3 separate regions of the Hordeum vulgare genome follow, and all the other regions are linked to region 1. Evidence: chromatin contacts called from public Hi-C data. All regions are on one chromosome and are shown on one strand. The core of a region is the stretch at or near the end of the contact, and the rest is flanking DNA. Distances in the headings are between cores, read along the strand shown.

Region 1 (3,466 bases), core at 354-2,853:
GCATATTATTATAATCTCATAATCTGCTCTACCCAGCTAAAATGAGATTATGGATTACAAATGAGGTCTTACCCTCGTAAACTTCAAGAGAATTACGCAGTGCCACCGCCACTTTCCTATTTTTCCTTGTGAACAGAGGGCAAACATGTCATTGTACAATTTAAAAGCTGGTTTATAGTTTATATAATCTGGCCTCCAAACATGCTCATCTGGATTATTTTTATAAACCAGATTATATAATCTATGTTCATAATCCAGATTATCATAATCTATTATGGTTCCAAACAGGGCCTAAGAAGTGTAACCAGCAAGCCACTTGGCCACCCTTTCGGACATACTTTACGGGGAAAGTCATCGCAGCTCAGCACCAGATCGGATCCACGTCAATTCGGGAAGAAAGGCAAAGGAAAAATAATGCCGGAATGGCTCGGATTTGGTATTGGGATTTGGGAGATGCTGCTAGTGGTATAGTGGGCAGCCTTCCTTACGCCATGGAGCACCTTGAGGGACCATGTGAGCCCTCGCTAGGATATTCGTTTAAAACGTAGTCGAGATAAGATAATCTCCGCAAGTACACCTAACAACCACTATCAATAGCTAGATCGTCATGTCATGCTCATGCTGTTACTTAAGGGTAATCAGGTAGCCTAGATGCGCACACACACAAAAAAAACTTTTTACATTGACCAAGCCAAGATTGAATTTTACATTGGGGAGCTTGAGAAAACTTTGTGGGACTAAACAAGAGAGCAAAGATTGCCTTCGGAGATGAATTAAAATAAGATTAACGTATCAGATATCGACCAGGCAGAAACTCTGTCCAGAGGAAAACAATAAATGAAAAGACCGCCTCACTCCATGGTCAATGATGTGGTGTAATATAATCTTCCGCAAAAAAAAAAATGATGTGGTGTAATAAGTTTGACAGATGACAATGGAAATTCAGAAAGCACAGGCAAACACTACAGTGCAGCAACAATGGCGTGCAAGGCATTTACGAGGAGAATAAACGATCGTGTTCTTTGAGTGTGAGCCCAAATCAAAACCTGTTAAGCTCTACGGGGTCGGTCAGCCACCAATCGATTCTAAGGCCCTTTGGAGCTTCATGCGATGATCATGTACCCGAGTTCATACAATCTCTAATTCAGCCCTCAGTAATACTAATGCCCCTCAAAACCCTCTGTTGTAGTCTGTACTGACAGACGTCCTGGATGTGCAACAGCGGAGTGTGAATAATACGCGCGGATAGTCACAAAGTTGCACGGCGCTCACCTGTGGCCGTGAGAAGGAGGACGAAGACGAGGAGGAGGAAGCGAGGCGGCGACCCTGTTCTCGACGGCTCCGCCACGGCCATGGCCGGATTACCGGACGAGCGTGGACGCTGCCTAGTTTCAAGCTCCAATTCTGGCCAGGCACCGGGCCCGGGGGAATGCTTGACCTTGGGACGCTCGCTCGCTCGCTCGCGTGTGTTGTGTGGACGGAGTGTGCCTGCCGCTGGCTGCCCTGCGTTTTTTTGGGCTTGGGGTGGTGTTTGAGGATATTTATCAAGGGGCGGGCACGGTGACGAGCGACGACAGTTACAGCCGTTTGCTAGGCCGCGTCGCGTGTGCTTGCCTGGGGTTTTGTAGTATGCAGGAAGGCGCGAGGAGGGAGGCAGAGCCCGGCGGGAAGGGCTTGAAACGGAAACGAGTGCGCGCGTGGGTCGGCCGGTCCATGTGCATGTGCGCCGTCGACGCGTGTCGACCTGCAGCTGCAGGCATCTCCGCCGCGCCGACCATTCCATGTTCGGGACGGGATCCGACGCGTGCGCCCTCAGGTTAGTTGAGTTGGTACCCGCATTCCTCCCCCGTCATTCCGTGCCTCTCCGGCTGGTGAGATGGGAGCTTCCTCGGACGAAAATAGAAGACGCCCGCGGCACGAACCACGCTGCAGGTTGAAGGCCACACACAAAGGAGTACATGCATGCATTTTGTACTGGACGCCCGAGGATGGACGGTTTCTCCCAAACGGGAAGCAAGGCTGGTTGGTTTAGTCGACGGAGGTTGGACCACGGGAATGCGTCGGTGCGCGGTGATGGGGGCGGTGGCCGTCGACGCGATCCGGCTGGGTGCGCGCGACACCGCTGCGCGTGACGCCGCTCCGACTCGGCGGCACGTGGACCGGGCCCGCCCGCCCGCCGTGTGCCTCGCCGCATTCCGGTCACGGGCCACCTGCGACATTGCCACACACAGTCGTAGCGATTCCTTCAGCAGAACCTCCAATCTTGTTTCCGTTAACACGACGGCCCACAGGCGCCGCGCGAGGCTGTGCAATTCGGCGCATTAGCTCAGACCCACGACCCAGGATCCTATGATTCCTTCGGGACAACAATAATTCGATACGCTAACATGCATGGCATGCGAGCAAGAGCAACATCGTGATCGGCGATTCCTTTTTCCTTCCATTTGCCGCCTTTGTTTCGGCATCTTTACGCTACAAATCGTCCTTGAGCCAGTTCACTTCGTCGTCTTTTGTTTCCTCAACTTTTGTCTGCGCTGCCGCTCCCCCATGACCCTGGGACAGCCAGACACCCAGTCGCTTGCTCGGCCACAGTGCCGCTGCCGCACCTAACGCCGATGGGATATCCAGTACGGGTACGCGCGAATCAGTTCTGGACACGCCGACCCTAACGCACCACCTCTTTTCCTCGCACCAATTTGCGAAAGGTCTTTTGAATTTTTATACACCAGACCAACCAACATATACCGGCAAAGATCGCATCAAATTCGGAGTTTGGAAAAAGCGCAAAACCCCATCTCTTGGGCATCTCCTCGCGCTGTCGAGATCCATATGTCTTCCTGAGTTGCAAAAAAGAGATCCATGTCTTGGTGGCGGTGGTGCTATGTTACGTATGTATACTTACTTTACCCCCGAGTCAAGCGACACCCCTTTGTGCACCAAAGCATCGAGATAATGGGATGTTGCTGCCGCGGTAACAAAAAGAATGCAATGCGCGCGGCACAACGCTCTGGGGGATATTCATCCGTTTTTGTTCATGGACGGGGCGAGAGCGGCGGCGAACCTGAAACCGATTGACGCGCCACGGCAACACCCACGGCCGTCGACGTCGAGATGGGCTCGACAGATTCCGAGACATGCACATGAGAACGTAGAGACAAGGACAAAAAAATAAATGCACTTGCTCAGGTTAAGGTAGACGGCGATGAAGAGAGAATAAAATTTAGCTAGGATTCAGCGACAGCTACATATGCAGCCAGGCAGATCGGATCACACATCACAGCATCGTCAAAGATCGAACGAAACTAGTGCTGCTAGCCAGGCGAATTGACTTTGCTGCTGCTGCTGCTGCTAGTATAGGTCGGACTCCTTGTGCGTCTCGATGACGAGGTCGGAGGTGGGGTAAGCGACGCAGGTGAGCGCGTAGCCGGCGCCGACCTGCGCGTCGTCGAGGAACGACTGGTCCGAC
Region 2 (3,459 bases), core at 549-3,048, 140 kb before region 1:
CCGAACCGAGAGCAAAGACGAGACACTGCAAAATCATCATCGTCTCCAGACATCATCATCCACCATGCTTACGGCGTCCCGTTCCTCTTCTTCTTCCAGAACCTGCCATAGAACTGCACGGTGCGGCCGTTGAGCGGCTGCGTCGGCCTGTTGTTGCGCCTGTAGCCTTCCTCCAGGGGCGCGATCAGGGCGGCGGCCTGCTCCATCGTCATCTCCCTCACCTGCAGCACAGCAGGTTTCCCTCGGGTTCAGACATGCAATGAAAGTCAGAGCACTCGCTGCGATTCAGCACAGCAGTAACTTTTGTGGAGGCGAGAGACAGACGTACCCTGCCGAGGATGTTCCAGATGATGTTCTCGGTGCACGGCGGCGTGGTCAGCGACCCGACGTACCGGTAGTACATGTTGGCGTAACTCCGCAGCGGCCACAGGCTTACGACTCCGGCGGGGATGGGAGCACCTTTCTCGGCCCTGCAGGCCTCCACATAGAGCTCCGATAGCTTATCCTGCAGCTGCCATCCATCAACAGACCAAATGGTCAGTCAAATACAAATGGCATTAATTGTTTCACTTGTCATGAGGATCAAAACTCACCTGCATAAGAAAAGGGTCTTGCCTGCCGAGCCGGTACAGGATCGACACAACGGATATGTTGCCGTCCTCACTGAAGTGAACCATGTGCTGCTCCACCGCAAACCTCTCGCCGTTGATGGTGTGCTCCGAAGGAGAGTGCCAGTGGATGTTGTCCAGCTTGTACTTGACACCGTCGATCTGCACCGTCCCGGCAGCATCCTCGCATCGGAGCTGCATCGATCGATCACACAGGACAACAACACAGTGGAACCAATGAGATACTAAATCTGAATATGTACACTACATACGCAGTAAGAGGAATGCAGAAGGGGGGTAAGCAGCGTCTGGTTCATAGCAGAATTACCGCGATGTTGAAGATGTTGTCTACGAGGGTAGCATTCGCAGCGGTGTAGTCCCTGTGAAGAGGCCCCAACATGGGGTTGTAAGCTACCTCCCTGGTCTTGATATCAACCGGAGACTGGTACGTCCCCATGGCGCAGCGCGTGAAGTTGGGGTCCAATCCCCCCCAGTGCCCGGGGCCAAGAGAACCGCTGTACCCAAACTTCGCACCATCTGCGACGCATCAAGGATGGATGGGCATATCATACATCAAAAACACAGTAAAATCGGAACTGCAAAGGTGCTAGAAAGAAGAATTAACGTACTGCCGTCACATGCAAGGGTGGTGAGAAAGCAAGCGCACAGCAGCAGCAGCAGCAGAGCAATGGCCGATGCATCTCCGCCGCGAGCGTCCATCTTCTCCTGCAACGGGTGGGTTTGAAGTTAGGTCGCAGGTAGAATGCGCAAATAAATAGGGGGCGGATGTATAGACAGATGGGGCTTAATTGTGGCACCGTGATGGCCATTGGCCGGCCCGAGCTCCTCCTACCTCTGCTTTGCCTAGTGCGATGCTCTGGTCCTGGGAACAGTGGACGTGCCCAATCTACTGGAGATGCAAGGTCCTGCAAAAAGACAGACGGAAGGTGAGGCGATTCCCGGCTATACCCATCACAAGATCATGCGTAAAAAAGGAGGGTAATCATGCGGACAGAGAGATCGAGATGAGGTCGTAGGGCGGGATGCCGATAGCCACACACAGTCACCTCAGAAGAACACAAAGCCTTTCCAAAAGGCGAGTCGTCGACCTCTCTCGGTGCCGGAATCTTTCTTCCCAGACGAGACCCGAGCAAGAACGCGCGCTGCCGGTGAAGGTGCTACTCGCTGGCTAGCTCGACTCTCCTTGGTCTTTTCGCACAGGGCCGTCTATATATACACAAGGCAGGTCAGGTCAGGTCGCCACGACGCCACTTGACGATGTGATGTGGCCCATCACTTCTGCAACCGCTCTTTGTATTTCGTTTGTTTTCTCCTTTTTGCCGCGAAATGGTTCGTGTGGGAAAATCGCATGCAGAGAGTTACGGTGGCGTGGGGGGTGGTGGTGGATAGTGCTCCCCGCGGTAATGGTGGCACGTACGTACATGCGCATGCATGCAGTCATGCACGAGTCGTGCTTCAGAGATTGTTGGGCCACGTCCTCCACGCCCTTAAGGCTCGGCCATGATTCTCACTACGTCCTCCACGTTGTGTATACACCGGAGGACATCTGTTTTTCCCGCGCTCTTTGAACGGTGACCATCTCTCTCTCTCTTTTTTTTTTCTTTTTTTTGCGGGAAGAACGGTGACCACCTCGTGAGAACAATGTACGCGGGACAGACAAAGCCGGGTGCGCAAGGCACCAGGGCCGTTTATTCTGAATTGTCGCACTGTGTCGCGGGCCCGGTCATTTTTCCCTGGATTTGTCACACATGCATATGTACGTGTAGAAATGTGATGCACGTGCCTTCCTCCGGGTCGTCAATGTCTATTCTCTAACATATAACCATCCCTAAAGAAAATGTCTATATACCTCCAGACTCAATAGATCAGCGGATATACGAGATACTCCATATAGCCGTATAGGGCTGAACCCAAAGCTTGTAGCTCGCGAGCTTAATGAGAGCTCGACAATTCGGATCGTTAAGTTCGAAGCTTGGTTCATCCTTATCAGATCTGTCATCATCTTTTAAATGATGTTTGCCATCACTTCATTTATTGTTCTTGTTTCTATACTGAAAAACTTCAACAAGCTTGAGAGGGCTTTTCTTTGGTCAGGTTCTAACAAGACTACCAGAGCCAAGTGCAAGGTAAACTGGGATCTTTTGTGCCGCCCCAAGGATTATGGCGACCTTGGTGTCCTTAACACTGACAAGTTTGCACGTGCTCTCCGTCTTCGTTGGCCCTGGTATGAGTGGAAGGAACCACACAAACTGTGTATCGGTCTCGGTAACCCGTGTACCGAGGAGGACCTCGATTTCTTCTATGCCTCGACGACAATCTCGCTGGGAAATGGTGCCAAAACATCTTTCTGGGATTCCCCTTGGCTCCAGGGGAGGAAACACAAGGACATCGCCCCTCTAATCTTCGAGGCCTCCAAGAGAAATAACTGGAAGGTCCGTGAGGCTTTTGCTGTAAATGTCTGGATCCTCAAGATTGGCAACGACCTTACCGTCATAGCTGCACACATTTGTCAATTCTTCACCCTCTAGTTGCTTATGAGCGAGATCACTCTGGACGACCATAGAGAAGACGACATTGTGTGGAAGCACGCTAACGACAGGGTTTACTCTGCAAGCTCGGCCTATCGGGCCCAAGTCCTTGATCTGAATTTGTCTCCCATGAACACCATGGTCTGGAAGGCTTGGGGCACCACCTAAAGTCAAGTTCTTCGCTGACTGGCTTTGCAAGACCGTATCTGGACGGGTGATTGTCTTGAAAAACGAGGCTGGACAGACTGTGGGTATTGCCCCCTCTGTAAAAGGGAGTTAGAGACAGGTGCACACCTCTTCTA
Region 3 (3,087 bases), core at 232-2,731, 180 kb before region 1:
CCAATCCAATCCACAGCTGCCGCCTCATCACGAGCAAATGGGGCACCGGACGAGGCCGTTCTCGTTGCACTCGCCGCACTGGACCGTCTCCTTCGGCTCGCCGTCGACGCGCACCTTGCGGCTGCCGTTGCAGTCCCTGCACATGACGAACCTGACGCCGGCGCAGCCCGCGCACCAGACTCGCGCCCGCGGCAGCCCCTGGAGCAGGGCCTTGAGCTTGCCCTCCTCCTCCATCCTCGTCACCTCGGCGGCGCCGCCGACGTGCTTGCCCCGGACGAACACCGCGGGCACGCGCAGCTCCCGCCCGCCCAGCAGCAGCCGCAGCTCCTCCCGGTAGCCCGAGTCCATGGACACGTCCCGCTCGATGACCTTCACGTCGTGGGCCTCGATCGCGGCGCGCACCGCGTTGCACTCCTCGAACGTCCTGCGGATGCCGCGGAGGGTGGTGGTGTAGAGCACGACCGCGTCCGCGCCGCCGGGCGGGCACTTGCCCTCCGCCACGATCGCCGGAATCACCTTCGGCTGCTTGGGCTTCTCGGACCCAATCACCCGCTTGATGTGCGCGCCTTCCTCCGACAGCTCCCGCTCGATGGACGCGAGGAGCTCCGGGTCGAACAGCGGGCTCAGGCTCCGGCGCGACGACGACATGCCGCCGGTCTCGGCCCCGGTGGGCTTTCGGGCGACCCGGGCGCTTCCCGGGGAGAATCTCTTGGACGCCCTGGACAGCTTGGAGTTATCGATGGAGTTGTACGGGCGGAGGATTCTGTCCTCGTCGGCGACGTCGCTGGGCTTGCTGTTGCCGGAGCAACGCTGCAGCGGGCTGTTCTCCTTCCCCGGCGTGTTCCTCCGCTTCGCCGAAGACCTCTTCGGCGACGACAGAGCCATGGCGAGGACCCTGGCCGGAGACCAGCGGCCGGGCTTGGCCGGCTTCTTGGCAGGCGAATCGGCGTCCTCCAGCCCGGCCATGATCTCCCACGCGTTGATCACCTCCATGCCGGACTCCGGCTTGAGCGCCGGAGCCGGCTTCTTGGCGCCTGGGACGACGAGGGGCGGCGGTCGCTTGGCGGGCGCGCGCTTCCACTCCCGGCTTATCGGCTTCTCCTGCTCCTGCGGCAACGGCAGCTCCTTGGCCCCAGCTGCGGCGCCGTGCTTGATCTGCAGGTCGAGGACGCCGTAGGTGGTGGAGGTGAGGGAGACGACGTGGTCCACGCGGCCTCGCACGGTGGCGCGCTCGGCGCCGTTGCGGCCTCCTGGCCCGGGCGGGAGGAGCTTCGACGAGATGCACCCCATTGGCGCGGCGGCGACGGCGACGGCGACGGCGACGGAGAAGCACTCCTCGCTCTTCTTTCTAACGGCGTTCCTTCTTTGGCTTTGTTGACCAGTGGGCGAGAGAGAGAGAGAGGATCGTGGAGTCTTTGTGGTGTTTGAAGGGTGTAGTGGCGCAACGGTCGTGAAGTGTGTGTGTGTGTGTGTGCAGTTGCTGCAGATTTAGTTTTTCTTTTTACTACTTTCCTCGTGCGGTGCGGTGCGGTGCGGTGCTCTCGTTCCAACGGTCGAATCGGGGAAGGGGGAGACGGTTGGTGCCCGCGCCAGGAAGAGAAGGGAAGAGGAGGGTCCGCAAACCGAAAAAAAGTGGCGCGGCCCGTGTCAGCATGTATCTATCCGTTGAGTCGCGCACTCTCCTTCTTGGGCTGGTCTCTCCTGCCTCATCACTGGGTTGGTTTCCCATTTCATTTCATCTCGTGTGGGAGCCCATAAAGTCTGAGAGTTTTCAGTTGTATTTTTCAGTTTTTCTTCTTTTCAAAAAGCGCATTTATTTCATCGTTTCAGTCACGTTCGTCTTTTGACCATTCGTAGTACCTTTTTCTTCCGGGTGTGATAACTTTCTTTTACAACTATAGTGTCATACACTAGCTATATTGTTTTTCGTCCACTAGTGAATGAGTGGTGAGATTGCCCCCTTAAAAAAGAGTGAACTGAAACCGGAAATGCATTTCGGCTTTCGGGAGCATATGCTGGAGTGAACTGAAACTACCTACAAAAGTCAAACACCGATTTCTCACAATTGTACATGGAAGGCGTAGCTAGCTGGAGTACAGTACAAAAGAAAGAGACGACATACGCATTGCACGAGAGAAGATTAAAGGCTGGTTTTGTTAGCACGGGCGCAAGCACGCAAGTACTAGTACTACCGTACAGGACTGCTGCTGGTTGCTGCCTCGGCGACGGTGAACGTACAGCTGTTCCCGTGCCTACCAAAGCACGCAAGACTGTGTACAAGTGAAGATGTGTACACAACTGTTCCCGTGCTTCTCGTTCCTGAAGCACGCAAGAGATTCAAACCAAGCACCGGCCATCTCCATCCGGCCACCGCCGCGAAGCAATTTGCTTCACGTCTCCAAGACCCAGAACCGGCCGCGGGGGCGACAGGACTGGAGCGGCCACCGCCGGCGACTCCGACACCGCGGCCTTCGGTTCACCTTCCGGACGATTGTCCGAGCCAGAGCCGCATAACAAGCCACGAAGCGCGGAGGTGACGCTCGCCCAGCACCCGCTCCGCTCCTCGACCCGCTCCTCCTCCCCGCGCGGCGCAGGCGCAGGTGCAGGGGCCGCCGCGCGGATCTCGGACCGCACGGCCCCAAAGCACGACACCTTCGGGGACGCAGGCTCCGTGCCCACGGCCTCGCTCGCGAAGACCCTGGCCCCTGCGAAGCGGCGGCCGACAACGGGGGAGCGCCGATGCTGGACGACCATCTTCCCGGCAGGCAGAACGCCGACGACGATTGCCTCCAGCCTCCTCGGCGCCCTCGACCCGCCCTTGTTGCGCGTAGCCTCTTCCGCAGCGGTCTTGGGGTTGGAGCTGCCCTTGGTCGACCCGTCCCGCTCCAGCGCCGCGCCGGTTAGGCCGGACCAGGCCCAGATAGTCCGGCGCGACACCTCGTGGGCGTTGGCGACGTCGACGTCGAAGGCGATGGTCTCGCAGGCGACCTTCGACCCGCCGCCAACGCAGAAGAGGGACTCCAGATCGAGCTGTGGCATCCTTGCCTCTTGTTGCCTGCTGCCAGCCAACAGCTGTGACTTGTGAAT

The links. A called contact is a pair of places that touch in the nucleus more often than the background predicts.
Region 2: a Hi-C map of seedling shows a contact between it and region 1, with 4 times the contacts expected there. The contact joins the promoter of LOC123430256 here to the promoter of LOC123426660 in region 1. A contact is called at or near these places in 2 of 6 Hi-C or Micro-C datasets (leaf and seedling).
Region 3: a contact with region 1 is called in a Hi-C map of leaf, with 3 times the contacts expected there. The contact joins the promoter of LOC123426661 here to the promoter of LOC123426660 in region 1. A contact is called at or near these places in 2 of 6 Hi-C or Micro-C datasets (leaf and seedling) and 1 of 1 datasets of contacts at active chromatin or transcription factors (embryo).

The regions. Positions count from the first base shown.
Region 1 is chr2H:462,114,395-462,117,860 of MorexV3_pseudomolecules_assembly, reverse strand. It overlaps LOC123426660 (glucan endo-1,3-beta-glucosidase 14-like), which reads right to left and starts at 1,603. Exons shown (of 4, transcript XM_045110526.1): 1 at 1,273-1,603. The coding sequence starts at 1,354. It overlaps LOC123430255 (ferredoxin-1-like), which reads right to left. Exons shown (of 2, transcript XM_045114130.1): 2 at 3,164-3,466. The coding sequence ends at 3,349.
Region 2 is chr2H:462,256,378-462,259,836 of MorexV3_pseudomolecules_assembly, reverse strand. It overlaps LOC123430256 (alpha carbonic anhydrase 1, chloroplastic-like), which reads right to left and starts at 1,798. Exons shown (of 7, transcript XM_045114132.1): 1 at 1,676-1,798; 2 at 1,462-1,534; 3 at 1,238-1,334; 4 at 937-1,145; 5 at 594-803; 6 at 329-511; 7 at 1-221. The coding sequence starts at 1,328. The coding sequence ends at 69.
Region 3 is chr2H:462,296,475-462,299,561 of MorexV3_pseudomolecules_assembly, reverse strand. It overlaps LOC123426661, which reads right to left and starts at 1,481. Exons shown (of 1, transcript XM_045110529.1): 1 at 1-1,481. The coding sequence starts at 1,290. The coding sequence ends at 28. It overlaps LOC123426662, which reads right to left. Exons shown (of 2, transcript XM_045110530.1): 2 at 1,973-3,055. The coding sequence starts at 3,039. The coding sequence ends at 2,338.